Linked DNA regions of Capra hircus: region 2 is linked to region 1. The links are chromatin contacts, called in public Hi-C maps. All regions are on one chromosome and are shown on one strand. Each heading gives the region's core, a stretch centred on a gene start, on an enhancer-like site or on the middle of the called end of the contact. The rest is flanking DNA. Distances are from core to core; before and after follow the strand shown.

Region 1 (4,737 bases), core at 1,437-3,936:
AGGGGCTGGTCCTGAGGGCCTGGGTGGCCCCTTGGCTCATTGTGTAACCCCCAGCTGCCCTTTTCTGAGCCTCAGTTTTTCCACTCGGAAAATGGGGCTCACATCAGACCCATTATGATTTATTACAAACCCAAAAGGGAAGGCTGGGCTGGGAAGACATTAATCTTTCCCATCCCCAGGGATGTGACCTTGAACAGACACCCTGAGCTCTGCGTGGCCTCAGTTTCCTCATCTGTAAAGTGGGGATGATAATAGGACCTGCTTCTTACCAATGATTAGGAGGATGAAATGAGTTCAGTTCAGTTCAGTTCAGTCGCTCAGTCGTGTCGGACTAGTAGATGCAAAGGGCTTAAAATACGGTTCAGGGAGGGTGAAAGACTGACTGGAGATCACACACGAATCCTTCGATTAGCTGCAGACTCCCCACATCTCACTGCATCTCCCCAGAACCCCGAGAGGCCGGGGCGGGTGCTGAGTCTCAGAGAGATCACACAGTCCAGTTAACGGGGTGTGGGGGGAACCTCACCATCTCTTCCATCTTCATTTATTGAGCCCTTCCTGTGCCAGGCACTGTTCCAGGCACTGGGGGAACAGCAGTGAGCAAAACACACAGCAATCCCTCCCGGAAGTCAGGGAGGGCTTTCAGAGGAGGCCACCTGCGGGCTGAGCCCTGCAGAGCTAGCTGCCTTGGGCAGGGCTGGGGAAAGCCTGTTCTTGGTCCAGAGGTGCAAATGCATCCTGTTCCCCAGTAAATTTTGAGCATGCTTGACCCACGATTTCCCATATTTGAGAGCGGGTAGTCTGGAGGGGGACTGAGGCAGACAAGACGAGGATCTTGGTGGCTGGAGATAAGGGCTAGGAAGGAAGTTTGCCAGCAGGTGGGGCTGGGAGGGCCTCTGGGGGCAGTGGCGCTTCAGCTCAGTCCTGAGTGTCCCATTTTGCAGCTTGGGAGGCCTGGCTGGGTGGCCCCAGGGCCTTAGGTCCCTCCCTGGCCCAGAGGCTGCTGGGAAGGCCCAGAAAGCCAGCAGGCTGGGCCAGTGTTTCACTCTGTCCCTCCCTGCCCCCCACCCCCAAGGGCACTCAGAGATGTCATTTCTCCAGCTCTCCGGAGCGGAGGTCACCCCAGCTCAGCAGATAACGCTGAAGGTTGAGCAATGCCCGCCTGCCCGCCAGGGCCAGGGCTGGGGTCAGTGGGTCGGGGGTCAGCACCAGGCAGGCTGGGAGCTCCTGCCTGGGGTGCCGGGGTCTGGGAGTGGCAGAAGGGTAGGCCCAAGGGGCTGCCGAAATGGCCTTGGAATGGTGCAGGAGAGGGCCAGGGCGGCTGGCACCCACTCAGCAGGGAGGGCCTGGGGCCCACGTTCCCATCCTGGTGGGCAATCTCATCTCCCTCTCTGTGAACCAAGGGCCGCGAGGGCATCCTCCTGGCAGGGTGAAAAAGCAAGCTCTGGGTCCAGACCCCTCTCACCACACAGCAGGGGCCTGCTGAAAGAGGAGAACTCCTTCCTCCCTTCTGCATGGCCCCCTGGGTCCTGCCTGGACCCCCACCCACCAGCCTCAGATACAGGTGCTTTGGGAGGGGGATGACGAACAGCTCTGAGGGTGCCTGGATAAGGGCTTTTCTTTTGAGAACAGTGGGGAACATGAAGCTGTGTGATCTTGGGTGTGCTGTGGGCCTCTGGGCCTCTTTGTACCCTGGGAGGAGGCCCTTCTTTCTGATGTGTGTCCCAGAGCGGTGAGCGTTTGGGAGTCTGCGTTGGACACAGTTAATACAACTAATAAAGATACAGTAAGGACACCCTCGCAGACTTAAACTTGGAGAAGCCAAGTGACTAGCCCAAGGTCACACAGCGTGTGGTCGGGGGGCACCCCACCCCGTTCCACCCTCCGGGGAGGGGGCCCCAGGTCAGGGCGGGGTGGGGCTGGAGAAGACCCAGGTGTGGTCCGAGGGGGAGGGAGCAGGCAGGTGCGGGGGGCGGGGCCGGGGGAGGGGCGCTCGCCTCCTTGTTTGCACCTCCCCAAGCCCCCAACCCCAGGTCTTCCTATTTCAGAAGGGGAGTCACCGCAGGTGTGAGTCCCTCCTGTCCAGATCTGGGGAGGGGTGCCAGTTTAGGGGCAAGGCCGCACGCGGGGGAGGGCTGTGGAGGCGGCTCACCCCTCCAGGAGTCCGAGCTGGAGGGGGTTGGGGTCTCCAGCATCCCTGGCTGGGGGGAGAGGGGCGCGCCCCCTCCCTGGAGAGCCAGGTCCGGCGGCCGCGGCTCCCGAAGGCCAGCGCCTCCTCCAGCAGGGGGCGGGCGGCGGCCGCGTTCAGGGTGGGAGCAGACGGTCGCCCGGCCCCCTCCCCGGGCTCCCCCTCCCTTCTCGTCCGCCGGCCGGCCCAGAGGGGGCGGTCCGGGGGCGGGCTCGCGCCTCTCCGCGCTCGCCATCTCGGGGCCGCCGGGTGGGAGTGGACAGGGCGGGGGCCCGAGGCCGCCCCCCACCCCGGCCCCGCAGGCCGGGGGACCCCCGGGGGCGCGCTCCGGGTCTCCAGGCCGGCCCGCCGGCGCCCGGCCGGGGGTCCCGGGCGGCCGCGGCGTGTCCTCTGCGTGCCCGGGGAGGGAGGGGCCGCCGCCGGGCGTGACGCAGCCGTTGCTATGGCCCGCCTTTATAAATAAACGGGCTCGGGAGAAACTTTAGCGAGTCAGAGCCGCGCACGGGACCGGGAAGGGGACCCACCCGAGGGTCCGGCCGGCAGCCCCTCGCACTGATAGCGGCCACCCCGGAGCAGCGGCGGCGGCAGCAGCAGCAGCAGCGGCGGCGACACAGCAGCGACTGTTCGGAGCCGGGAGGCCGCGCCACCTGCGGGCCGGCCGGCGCGGGCAGCCCCAGGCCCCCTCCCCGGGCACCCGCGTTCATGCAACGCCTGGTGGCCTGGGACCCAGCATGTCTCCCCCTGCCGCCGCCGCCGCCCGCCTTTAAATCCATGGAAGTGGCCAACTTCTACTACGAGGCGGACTGCTTGGCTGCTGCGTACGGCGGCAAGGCGGCCCCCGCGGCGCCCCCGGCGGCCAGACCCGGGCCGCGCCCCCCCGCCGGCGAGCTGGGTAGCATCGGAGAGCACGAGCGCGCCATCGACTTCAGCCCCTACCTGGAGCCGCTGGGCGCGCCGCAGGCCCCGGCACCCACCACGGCCACGGACACCTTCGAGGCGGCTCCGCCCGCGCCCGCCCCCGCGCCCGCCTCCTCCGGGCAGCACCACGACTTCCTCTCCGACCTCTTCTCCGACGACTACGGGGGCAAGAACTGCAAGAAGGCGGCCGAGTACGGCTACGTGAGCCTGGGCCGCCTGGGGGCCGCCAAGGGCGCGCTGCACCCGGGCTGCTTCGCACCCCTGCACCCGCCACCGCCGCCGCCGCCGCCGCCGCCGCCGCCGGCGGAGCTCAAGGCGGAGCCGGGCTTCGAGCCCGCGGACTGCAAGCGGAAGGAGGAGGCCGGAGCTCCGGGCGGCGGCGCCGCGGGCATGGCGGCCGGCTTCCCGTACGCGCTGCGCGCCTACCTCGGCTACCAGGCGGTGCCGAGCGGCAGCAGCGGGAGCCTGTCCACGTCCTCGTCGTCCAGCCCGCCCGGCACGCCGAGCCCCGCCGACGCCAAGGCACCCCCGGCCGCCGCCGCCTGCTACGCGGGGGCGGCGCCGGCGCCCTCGCAGGTCAAGAGCAAGGCCAAGAAGACGGTGGACAAGCACAGCGACGAGTACAAGATCCGGCGGGAGCGCAACAACATCGCGGTGCGCAAAAGCCGCGACAAGGCCAAGATGCGCAACCTGGAGACGCAGCACAAGGTCCTGGAGCTCACGGCCGAGAACGAGCGGCTCCAGAAGAAGGTGGAGCAGCTGTCGCGCGAGCTCAGCACCCTGCGGAACTTGTTCAAGCAGCTGCCCGAGCCCCTGCTCGCCTCCTCCGGCCACTGCTAGCGCGGCCCCCGTGCGCGTCCCCCGCGGCCGGCCGGCCGGCCCCCGCGCTGCCGGGCGCGCCGCGGCCGCCGAGACTCCGGGGAGCGCCCGCGCGCCCGCCCGCGCCCCTGGCGGCGCCGGCAGAACTTTGGCACTGGGGCACTGGGCAGCGCGGGGAGCGCGTCGGTAATTTTAATATTTTATTATATATATCTATCTATATTTTTGTCCACACCAGCCGCACGTGCAGACGGGGCGCCCGCCCGTGGTGTTATTTAAAGAAGAGATGTCTATGTGTACAGATGAATGATAAACTCTTGCCTCTCATTCTGCCCACCCCCCCTCTCTGGGCGCCGGCGGGCGGGCCGGTTTCGAAGTTGATGCAATCGGTTTAAACATGGCTGAACGCGTGTGTACACGGGACTGACGCAACCCACGTGTAACTGTCAGCCGGGCCCTGAGTAATCGCTTAAAGATGTTCCTACGGGGTTGTTGCTGTTGATGTTGTTTTTTGTTTTCGTTGGTGTTTTTTTTTTTTTGGCCTTTTTTTTTTTGTATTATAAAAAAATAATCTATTTCTATGAAAAAAGAGGCATCTGTATATTTGGGAATCTTTTCCGTTTCGAGCATTAAGAACACTTTTAATAAACTTTTTTTTTTTTTGAGAATGTTTAAAAAGCCTTTTGGGGGCAGTAGTTGGCTTTGATTTTTTTTTTCTTCCCCTTTATTTTGGATTTATATTTGCCTTTCTGGTGTGTGGGGGCTTGTTGTTGTTGGGGTGTGTGTGTGTGTGTGTGTGTGTGAGAGAGAGC
Region 2 (4,737 bases), core at 1,074-3,573, 270 kb after region 1:
GGCTGCATTAGAAGAATGGGACAAAGAATAATCTTTCTTATTTCTTGTTTGATGTGTTTTTTCCTAATCTTCTTTAATAAGCATGGTTTCAATTTAAAAGGGAAAAAAATAACAACAAATCTAGCAAAGGGGAGCCCGCAAGCCCTTTCTGTTCCATAGAGTTTTCCCACAAACTGGGGCAGGGTGGGGCGGGGCAGCATGGTCAGAGAAAGAACTGCCCTTTAGAAGTGAAGCAAGAGTGGGAAACCCAGCACGCTCCGGGCCGGCGGAAGGTGTCAGCCGACCGCGGGGAAGTTGTGCGGATAATGACCCAGCCCGCCCTCTCGCAGCATGGGGCCTGGCGGACCTGTCGCCGCTGCCACGCCCCAGAGCCTCTGCAGACCCCAGACTGGGCTGGTGACCCCATGTCACACCGCAGCCCCACGTGTCCCTACGGCCTAACGGGGGTCACCCCACCGTGTCCCTGCCCCTCTTCACATGCGTTACCTAGCTTAACCTGGTCTTGACAGCCTGCCTGTGAGCCAGCTAGGGGTCACTGTGTCAGCCTCACTTCACAGAGAAGGAAACCAAGGCTTGAAAGATGTAGTGATTTGCCCAAGGTTGTCGAGCTGGAAAATGGCGGCGTCTAAATTTATCACCACTTGGTTCCATCCTTGTCTATGATCGGCCTCCTACTGCTCATTTTTTCTACGAAACCAAATGAAGGATGGGTGCACAGGCTTCACCGCGTCCCCAGGGTTTGGCCAGAGTCCAGCACATGAGGCCGGGGTCTAGGACAATAATGATGGCTGGAAAAATGAATTAACTTATGGAGGATGAATAGATGGATGGATGGATGGATGGGTGAGTAAGCGGGTGAAATGAATAAATAAAGGATGGATGATGGGTGCATGGATATCGATGGATGAGTGGGTGGGTAGAATGCATGCAGGGAATGAATGTATGGCTGAATAGGTAAAAGAATTAATTGAATGATCATGAGAGGCCAAGGGCGCTGAGAGGATGCCTGTTTATTCCTGGACCTTGAATGCACCTTTAAGGAAGCCTGCAGACCGGCCGCTCTCAAGCCAAATCAGCCTTCAGACATGTTTTGTTTTGGCCATCCCAGGGTTTTTCATTTTTTAATTAATTGTCGTTATTTTAAAATTCTGGAAAAGGGAAAGGCTACCCACTCCAGTATTCTGGCCTGGAGAACTCCATGGACTATAGTCCAGGGGGTTGCAAAGCGTCGGCAACGACTGAGCAACTTTCAATTTCACTATTTTAAAATTAGGAAATTTCACATTAGAAATCTGGATCACTGGCTTCCCTGGAAGCTCAGCTGGTAAAGAATCTGCCTGCAATGCAGGGGACCCCTGTTCAGTTCCTGGGACGGAAGATCCCCTGGAGAAGGGACAGGCTACCTACTCCAGTATGCTTGGGCTTCCCTGGTGGCTCAGATGGCGAAGAATCTGCCTGCAAATACAGGAGACCTGGGTTCAGTTCCTGAGTTGGGAAGATCCCTTGGAGGAGGGCATGGCAACACACTCCAGTATTCTTGCCTGGAGATTCCCATGGACAGAGGAGCCTGGAGGGCTACAGTCCATGGGGTCGCCAAGAGTCGGACACACCTGAGCAAGGATACGATCCTTGCAAAACTGGGCCAGCTCACGTGCCAGGAAGCAATGGGCCAGGACTGACAGGGCCAAGCCACCTGGGACCACAGTCTCCATCGCTCCCCAGCGCATCTCTGATGTTGAGGCTGGGTGTCGGCTGCCATTTACTACGGCACTTCAGGCTGGTGATCTTCTCATAGTATAATTGCAATGAAAATGAAACATCTCGTGTACCCGGGTGTCCATCAAAAGTGGGGAAATGAAAACACGTAGAAAGAAAACTGGGAGAGATGGTATTTGTTTGTGAATGTTCCTATGGATCTGATGCGCACACAATGCATGCTTTCCTGAGGGTCGGTAGACCACGGCGCCTGAGGGCACAGGTGCGGAGCTTGAGGACCGGCCTGGCCCGGCCCGGCCCAGGGCTGCTGGCTGCTGGCTGCTGGCTGCTGGCTGCGCGGCCTTAGGCAAGCCGCCGAACCTCTCTGGGCTTCAGTTTCCTCGTCTCTAAGGCAGAGATGGAGTCAGTTCCCACCTCCGGGTATTAATGAGTTCCCACATGAGAAACTCTCTGTGTGTGAGCCAGGACTAACTTTGGTTGTTTTGTGTGACCTGTACAACAGGGGTTCTAGACCCAGGGCCATTTGGCAATGCCTAACGCCTTAGGCTGCCACAGCGCGTCCCTTCCAGGCTGCGGCCAGTTAGACAAGGGGTGTGTCCCTAGCGCCTCCCAGTGGCTTGATACCAAAACTGCATGAAGCTCTCCAGCCCGGAGTGGTGGTGGGGAATAGAGATTGACCCCAGGGCCATCTTCATCCAGACTCAGAGGGAATGTGGAGATTTAAGGTCATGAAAGATGGTAGCAAAGGCTTAGGAGACAAAATGACATGGTTTTGGATCCCAGCTCTCCCACAGAGCAGCAGGGAGGCCTTGAACAAATCTATGACCCCTCTGGACCTCAGTTTCCTCAGCTGTAAAATGGGGATGATGTTACACCAGTGTTGTGGGTAGGATTATATTAAGTAACATACATAAACAGATGGCGCCTACTGGATGCTTCATAATTCTCCTCTCTGACACGGGTGTTCACCTAGATCCAGAGCCATGGGGATGAGCTTCCAATATACCCAGAATGATTTAAAAATAATTCTCAAATAGTTTTGCTAGAGGAGTGGGATGTGATGCGGGGTGGGAGGTTCAAGAGGGAAGGGAGATATGTATACTTATGCTGATTCACATTGTCGTTGACAGAAATCAGCACAACGTTATAAAGGAATTGTCTTCCAATTAAAAATAAATTTAAAAAATAATTTCGCTTCAAAGGCACATTTAAAATACGGAACGGGATCCACAACATATTGTCAAATAACCTCAGGCCTGAAAAACATGGTGCAAAAGGGGATTTCTGGCAACATATCTGGATTTCAGAATACATACATGTGTAACATCTGTGAGAAACAAAGACCTAATTTTCTTAGTATATAAAGAGCTCTTGCAGATGAAGAGACAATTATCCGATAGAAATGTGGGCAAAGGATGTGAATGCTTTACTACCAGAAAAGAGACACAAATGGCCTTTAGATATGTTTTTTAATTCCCCAACCTAAAGGAAGACTGTGGGGATTACAACCACGGTGAACACATTTTTCCCCGATAGGCAAAGCCAAGATGGAGCGGTCGGATAATAGCTGGCGTTGGCTGGAGTGTGGGGAAACCAGGGCTCACGTCAGTCACTGCCCTGAATGTCAGTTGGTAGGCATGACCTCAGAAAGCATTTAGACAATAAGTGTTAAAATTTAAAAATGCACCTGCCCTATGACTGGGCGGTTCAGGGGCTAAGAATTCATCCCTACGGAAATAGATCCGCATACACGGAAAGACTCTTGTGAAAGGGATACTAATCACAGCATTGCTTGCTGCAGCAAAAACACTGGAATCAGCTACACCGTGTCTTCGGGCACTGGTTAGATAAATTATGATATTCAGACAATGGAATGTGTGGAGAATGCTCTCCTAGCACTGATCTGGAAAGATCTCCAAGGTACATTATTAAGTAAAAAACAAAACCAGCGCAGAGCAGGGGGTACAGTATACTTCTCTGTAGAGAAACAGCTACAGGAATCCGTGTACACATTTGCTTATCTACACTCTGGATATCTCTGCAATGATCCCCAAGAAACGATAGCCAGGATGACTTCCTGACAGAGAATCTTGGAGACTTGGAGCTGGAGAGCAGGGCTAAAGGATTGCTGCTGTTTAGCCAGGCCCCTCTGTCCATGGGATTTCCCAGGCAAGCAAACTGGAGGGGGTTACCATTTCCTCCTCCAAGGAACTTTCCCAACCCAGGGATCATTGGCAGGTGGATTCTTTATCACTGGGCCACCAGGGAAGACAGGGGTTAAGGATTAGACAGGGAATATCCACTGTAAATCTTGTGGTACCTTTTCAACTACTTTTCATGTAAATATGTTTTCTTATGAATATTTTTAAAGTTTTTCATCCTTTAAATTAGACGAGAGGGAGAAATGCCTGCGAGGATATGCTCCCAAATGTCTGCAGCACGTACCTATGGGTGACTGATGGGGATTTGCAGTGACTTTTATTATCTCATTTTTACCCAGATGGATTTTCTGATTTTTAAAAAATAATTATCAAAGGATATTTGGTATTAATAACTTCAAAAATTCTTTAAAAGTAGACTCTCCGTGTCCTTTTGGTAGCCAGGGGGAAACTAACCTGTACATTGAAAAGCAACAACAGAATATGTACACTCCCCTAAATAGTCCAATTATCTTCACTGCCAAGAACATTATGGAGCCACATTCCACGAAAAGCGAAGATTGATACAGTCATCCTACTGTGGGCGTGTGTCGCTCAGTCACGTCCAGCTGTTTGTGACCCCGTGGACTGTTGCGCGCCAGGCTCCTCTGCCCAGGGGATTCTCCAGGCAAAAATACTGGAGGGGGTTGGGTTGCCATTTCCTTCTCCAGGGGATCTTCCTGACCCAGGGATCGAACCCCGGTCTCCTGCATTGCAGGGGGATTCTGTACCATCAAAACTCCTAAGCCTCCAACTCATAGTGGGGCTTGAATCAGCTTCAGATCTGTCACTTATTAGCTGGGCCCATCAGTTCAGCTCCCTT

Evidence for each region. Hi-C and Micro-C count contacts between places; a contact is called where the count stands out from the background.
Region 2: a Hi-C map of blood shows a contact between it and region 1, with 5 times the contacts expected there. The contact joins the enhancer-like site here to the promoter of CEBPB in region 1. A contact is called at or near these places in 2 of 5 Hi-C or Micro-C datasets (both in blood).

What each region holds. Positions count from the first base shown.
Region 1 is chr13:77,737,618-77,742,354 of ARS1.2, forward strand. It overlaps CEBPB (CCAAT/enhancer-binding protein beta), which reads left to right and starts at 2,687. Exons shown (of 1, transcript XM_018058020.1): 1 at 2,687-4,609. The coding sequence starts at 2,891. The coding sequence ends at 3,946.
Region 2 is chr13:78,006,193-78,010,929 of ARS1.2, forward strand. No RefSeq gene overlaps it. Among named protein-coding and RNA genes, the nearest start is that of PTPN1, 44 kb to the right of the region's middle. Within about 2 kb of position 2,324, at least 3 of the 5 cell types and tissues checked have an H3K27ac peak or open chromatin away from gene starts, as enhancers often do.